Linked DNA regions of Ovis aries: region 1 is linked to region 2. Evidence: chromatin contacts called from public Hi-C data. All regions are on one chromosome and are shown on one strand. Each heading gives the region's core, a stretch centred on a gene start, on an enhancer-like site or on the middle of the called end of the contact. The rest is flanking DNA. Distances are from core to core; before and after follow the strand shown. Region 1 overlaps AUTS2 (activator of transcription and developmental regulator AUTS2). Region 2 overlaps AUTS2 (activator of transcription and developmental regulator AUTS2).

What was found. A called contact is a pair of places that touch in the nucleus more often than the background predicts.
Region 1: a contact with region 2 is called in a Hi-C map of liver, with 4 times the contacts expected there. The contact joins two enhancer-like sites. A contact is called at or near these places in 2 of 16 Hi-C or Micro-C datasets (hypothalamus and liver).

What each region holds. Positions count from the first base shown.
Region 1 is chr24:30,662,261-30,664,982 of ARS-UI_Ramb_v3.0, reverse strand. The region is part of intron 3 of AUTS2 (activator of transcription and developmental regulator AUTS2); the gene reads left to right. Among named protein-coding and RNA genes, the nearest start is that of GALNT17, 620 kb to the right of the region's middle. Within about 2 kb of position 1,387, at least 2 of the 54 cell types and tissues checked have an H3K27ac peak or open chromatin away from gene starts, as enhancers often do. A contact at or near this core is called in liver, where this site is marked.
Region 2 is chr24:30,366,074-30,369,024 of ARS-UI_Ramb_v3.0, reverse strand. The region is part of intron 4 of AUTS2 (activator of transcription and developmental regulator AUTS2); the gene reads left to right. Among named protein-coding and RNA genes, the nearest start is that of GALNT17, 320 kb to the right of the region's middle. Within about 2 kb of position 1,639, at least 15 of the 54 cell types and tissues checked have an H3K27ac peak or open chromatin away from gene starts, as enhancers often do. A contact at or near this core is called in liver, where this site is marked.

The DNA of each region.
Region 1 (2,722 bases), core at 138-2,637, 300 kb before region 2:
GTATCAGAAAGAATTGGTTACTCCAGGTAATAAGGAAAGTGGAAGTTGGTTGAAAGCTCCTGAAACTCTTCCATTGCTATAAACAGTACTCCTAACCTTCAGCACCCAGTGGGCAAAATGAGCTTTTGGTCACAAGCCCTACTATGTAAGGAATACAAATAAGTCAACTCTGATTTATCTTCACAGGTTGAAAAGTAACCATGACCTGGGGTAGCTCCTTATATCAGCTTTAACTACAATGATAGCAAATAGGATGAGGTTGAAAGAATCCTTAATTGGGGCTCAAATAGGTGTGATTATCAGCAGCTCTCTCTATGTTGTTGAGCAACCTTGGGTAAATTCATGTTTCAGAATGTCACCTTGAAGAATAAAGGAGCATTTATTTTGTGTCAATGTAGATATCCCTTCCTTGTGCGTTGGATTTCCATTCCAAGGTGTACAACAGTGCATTGTCCCCACCCAGGTGGTCCTTCTGCCTCCAGGTCCCCCACCTCCCAGTGTCTGCTGAAAGTGAATAAGGCAGAACACCCAGGGCACAAGAACCAGCTTGAAGAGGTTAGGAGACAAGGAAGCGAAAAGCCTGCATGGGAAGATGTGAGCAATCAGGATTCGGCATGGGATGCGGTTCCTGTTGAGGTAGAGTGGGTTGAAGGGTAGACTTGGCGTGAGTATACCAAGCCGTAAAGACTGAAAGAGATGGGTAAGAAGTGGAGAGCCTTTGAAACTTATTTTTTTGAAGGGAGCACTCATGGCGAGAGCTGTGCCAGAGATTCTCCAACCTTGACGACCTCAGAGTCACCTGGGAACTTGTTAAAAATACATATACCTCGGGCCCCACCCAGACCTGCTCAATCCTAATCTATAGATTGGGGTCAAGGCATCTGTATTTTTAACAAGCTCCCCAGGTGATTCTCATGCACGCCAAAGTTTAGAAAGCACTGCTTTGGAAGGTTAATCTGGCAGCAGTGCACAAGATGGATTGGAGCCGAGAGAGCCTGGAGGTTCACAGACCTGCTAGCAAGCGATTGCAACAGCTCTCCCGGCAGGAGATAATGAGGTTGGGGGCTGTGGGATCGGAAGGGAGGCATCAGACAGGGGAGGTATTTTTGAGAGGCAGTCAGCAAGGACTGGGTAGCCGATTTGATGAGGAGCATGAGAGAGAAATGGGACTTAACAAATAATGCCAAGGTTGAGAGCCGCGTTCTCCACGGCTCGAGGGGAGCGGTAACAGAGTCCCCAGGGGCCCCAACTCAGATGACACACACCTGCTCCCCCCTTCCAGCTTCACCTCCCACACCCTTCTCCTCTCTCAGCCCCTGAGGCAGAGCAGGGAGGGGGCAGATCAGCACCTCCCTGGCGGCTCACGTGGAGTTGAGGGGACAGAAGCTCCTCCAGGTGACCCGGCTCTGTGACCGTGAGAGCGATGGTACTGCAGGGGGCGTGGTGAGACCAGGAGGGAGGGGCGGGGCTGAGCTCCACGTGGAAGGACAGGGCTGAAGCTGACAGCAGGGTGGGGAGCAGCCCCGGGAGCTGGGGAGCAGGAGCTCCCCTACGGACGCAGATGAGAAAGGCCGCCTCAAGGAGGTCAGAGAAGACAGCTGACACTGCGGAGAGAATAAAGGGACCCAGAGAGAAAGCTTCTGTCTAGTGGTCATGCGCAGGTTGAGGTCAAAGAAGAGCTGATGGAGAGGCGTGAGGACACTGCTGTCTCCCTGCCGTCTGGAGAGCTTGGAGCTGGGGAAGACCTGCTCACAGGCGGGCAGAGCTCTTGCTCCACCAGCTGTCCCACAGGCGTGGTCGAGTGCACGGGGCAGTTCTGTCACCCGGGGCTGCGTGGCAGGCTCATGTAAAGGGGTCAGTCCTCCACAGACACACACTTTTAAAATTCTCCTTTCTAAACTCTAGTGTCTTTGAGCTGATGTAGCAGACAAAGAGAGGGCTTCCCAGGTGGCACAGTGGTAAAGAATCCACATGCCAGTGCAGGAAATGCAGGAGACGTGAGTTCGATCCCTGGAGCAGGAAATTATTCTTGCCTGGGAAACTCCGCAGACAGAGGAGCCTAGCGGGCTACAGTCCATGGGGTCCCAAAGAGTCAGATACGACTGAGGGACTGAGCATACACACTTGCATGCTCACCAGACAAGAGGGACTGCGGGAGCTTTACTGTGAGAGGCTACCCCCAGGTTTCCGGTCAGCTCATAACCCTTCTGTACACATTTTTGGCCCAGCACAGCCAAATATGAGGTATTATAAATCATCATAGTGCTTTGGGGTCCTGGCTCCCCCCAAAGTTCCAGACATTCTGCCTGATTTCGCGATCTCATGCTGTGAAAATAGGATGGTGTGTTCTGGAGGCACCTCCAGGGTGCCCTGCAATTGGCACATCTTAACTTAACGAAAATAAATTGAAAGAGCAACAATGGAGAGAAAGGGTGTTTGTATCAACCCAGGAAGTGGAGAATTACAAAGAGATTCTATTTGTGGTGCTGTGACGCTGTGGTTCTTGAAGTGGCTGTCATAAAAACTGGCCACTCCTGACGCTGGGCAGCCTCAGTTGTGACCGTGGCTGCATGAGGACCTAGGGCCAGCGGTTTGTCTCAGAAGGCACTCTGCGAGGCTAACATGGCATCACCTTTCACTGCAAATAGGGGCAACACATTGTCGACTTAAAATACTCAAAACTGAAAAATGGAGGGTTCTGTTTTATTCGGTGGGAATGTTT
Region 2 (2,951 bases), core at 390-2,889:
AAACACCACATAGTGCTGCCATTTGGGTTTGAGGGGTGTTGTGAAGCAAGAGAGACAGTGCCTCTTATTCCCAAAATTAACTGTATTTGGAAGTTAAAGGGGAAAAAAAATGAATGCCATACAGCAAGTACCCACTTTTTTCCCCTTGAGAGGTTTCTCAAGAGTGCCATGAAATCAAACAGTGATGGGTATTCAACTTCAAAGAGGTGAAGTTGGGATGGAGTTCAACATTCCTTCAAATGGACGTGACTGCTTGAGACGCTCTCCGTGTCATTTGGGTGATGTGTACATCGCTCCCAGCCCCGTCCCTTGCTCTCTCACCCACCCTCACCACTCCTCACGTGGTATGCACGCTGGAACTTCCTCCCAGGGGCAGCCTCAGCCTTGCTTGCCTTTCTGCCTTGTGCTGGGGAAATCTCAGCCATTTTCCTGTGCACCAAGGAGGGAGCCCTGCCAAGCAGCTGGGGTGGAATGAAAACTCCAGGTGTTTGCAGAGGCTCTCCTCACCCCTTGTGTAGGGGCTGGTACTCTTTTTGGGGACTCTGTGATTGGGACAGTGAGTAAAGAAGGCCAGAATCCTACCCAGGGACCCACCAGACTGGATACACAGGTGCTTTGGTTGGAGTGTGTTGCTCAGGGGAATCCACAAGGGCCCGAGATTGCAGTCATTCAGCCCCTCTCCCCACCGCAGACCTTAGAGAACACAGTGCTGACAGCTAGGCTGTGGCACTGCTTCAGTCCTTTCCCTGCATTTGTTGGCAGAAACCCTCTCCACGTTTGTTGATGTCGCTCTCACTTGTTCAGCAGTGTTCTACTCTTTGCCCCCTGTGGACGTAGCCCCCCAGGCTCCTCTGGCCATGGGGATTCTCAGGCAAGAATACTGGAGTGGGTTGCCATCTCCTTCTCTGGGGGATCTTCCCAAACAGGGATGGAACCTGCATCTGCTGCATTGGCAGGCAGATTCTTTACCACTGAGCCACCTGGAAGCTTTTGTCGAGGGGAGGGTATAAATGCCAGTGTGTTTGAAGTGCGCGGTGGGGTGGGTATTTGTGGACCGCCAGGCCATGCACTGTTACCTTTGAGACCAAACAAACTGCAGCCCCGCCTTTGATCAGGTGGAGATAAGATTGGATTAAGACCTTTTTTTTTTTTTTTTTAACTAATGCTAGACTCTGACCACCCGCACCCCTCATTTTCAACAATGGACTTAATACTCTTGAGCACCTACTGTGTGTCATGCGGTTTACCCACATCACTTTCTCATGGAGCCCTCGGAACCGCCCAGAGAGCCTGCTCTTTACCGACGTGACCGGCCTGGGCCGCGGGCCTAGTGGCTTTCCCCAGCCGCGCGCAGTATTGGAAGCGACAACTGCGGGGAGGGCGCGGGGCGTTGCAGTTCCCGCCGCGCCCGCCCGCCGGGAAGGCGGCCGTGGGGACCTCGGGCCCGAGCCGCGGGGGGAGCAGCGACAGCTGTCGATGTCGCACCCGGGGACTGCGCCCCCGCGGGGCCGACCCGGCGCCGGGCCGAGAGGAGGGGCGGCGAGGGGCGGGGCGCGCGGGGCGGGACGGAGGAGGGGCGGTGGCACCGGCGGCTCGGGCTCCGCGCGCCGAGGAAGTCCCGCTCCGAGAGCTGCGAGCGTCTGGAGCAGGCGCGCTTGGCGCAGTCGGGGAGCGAAGTCCGGAGCCAGGGCCCCGTGCCGCCGCCCCCACCCGCCACCCGTCCAGCCAGGGAGCCCGCGGCGCCGGCGGTGGCCGCCGATGGAGTTCACTTGAGCGGCGAGCGGGCGGGAAAGGCAGGCGCCCGCGAGCGGAGCGCGGGCCGGAGCCGAGCCAGCCCCTGGCGCTTCCCGCCTGTCTGCCCGCGAGCTCCGGCCGGGAGTCGCCGCGGGCCCCGCGCAGTCCGCCCGGCGCCCCGAACGCTGCAGCGCCTCCCGCGCCGCGCGCCGGAGAGATCGACCCCGAATAAGGACTCCCGGAGCGTTTCCTCCAGCGCCGCGACGGCGGTGGCGGCGGCGGGACCGGGACCGGTTGGCCCACGGGGCGGCTAGACAGGCGGGAGCGGCAGTCGGGAAGCCCGAGGCGGCCGCCGGGGAGAAGCCGCCGCCGCCGCCGCCGCGCGCACTCCTCCTCCCTCTCCCTCCTCCCCTCCGCACATGGTCTCCTTTGTCCTGTCGCCGCCGCCGCCGCCTCGCTCTTAGCTCCGCGCGCTGAGGCCGCGGCTCAGGCCGCTCCTCTCCGCCTCGCCCGGGACGCCCCTCGAGGCCCCGCCGGCCCCGCGCGCCTCAGTAGCAGCCAGGAGGCAGCTGGGCGAACGCGGGCCGGGCGCTCCCTCCCGGCCGCCCGCCGGCCGCCCGCCTGGCCTCGGCCGCGCTGGATGTGCGCGCGTCGCGGGCGCTCGGCCGCCCCGGAGCCGCCGCTCTTTGGGATTTGGTTGGCGTGCACCCGCTTCCAGACTTTCGCCGAGAAAGAAGCCGAGACCCGCGCGGACCGAGCCCGGTCGGAGTTGGGCGTTTTCTCTTCGTGTTTGGCTGATTTCCCCCCTGGTCTCTCACGATCCCCCCACCGCGAGCCTTGCTTTGGAACCAAACCATGAACTTGGGGCTGACAAGATCGCTTAACCCTTGGCGACCAGGTAATGCAGCCCTGGAGGCGCGCTGCTGCCTCGCTCGGTGCCCGCGGTCGGAAGGGAGTCGGGGGTCTTTTGTTGGCGGCGGCCGGGCAGGGGTGGCAGGGGCGGGCGGGCTCCTCGCGTCTGGCTCACCAGAGCCCCCCGCCGCCACCCACCCCTCCTCCCTCCTGCCCGGCTGCCCGCCTGCCCTCCCTCCGCGGCCCGGGCGCCCGCCTTTGTACTTTCCACCCCTGGCCCTCCGGTCTCGGGCGGCCGGAGCTGCGCCGTGGTGCCCGGGGACCCGAGCCGCCCCGGCGCCACCCGCCCCGAGGGGCTCCGCCTG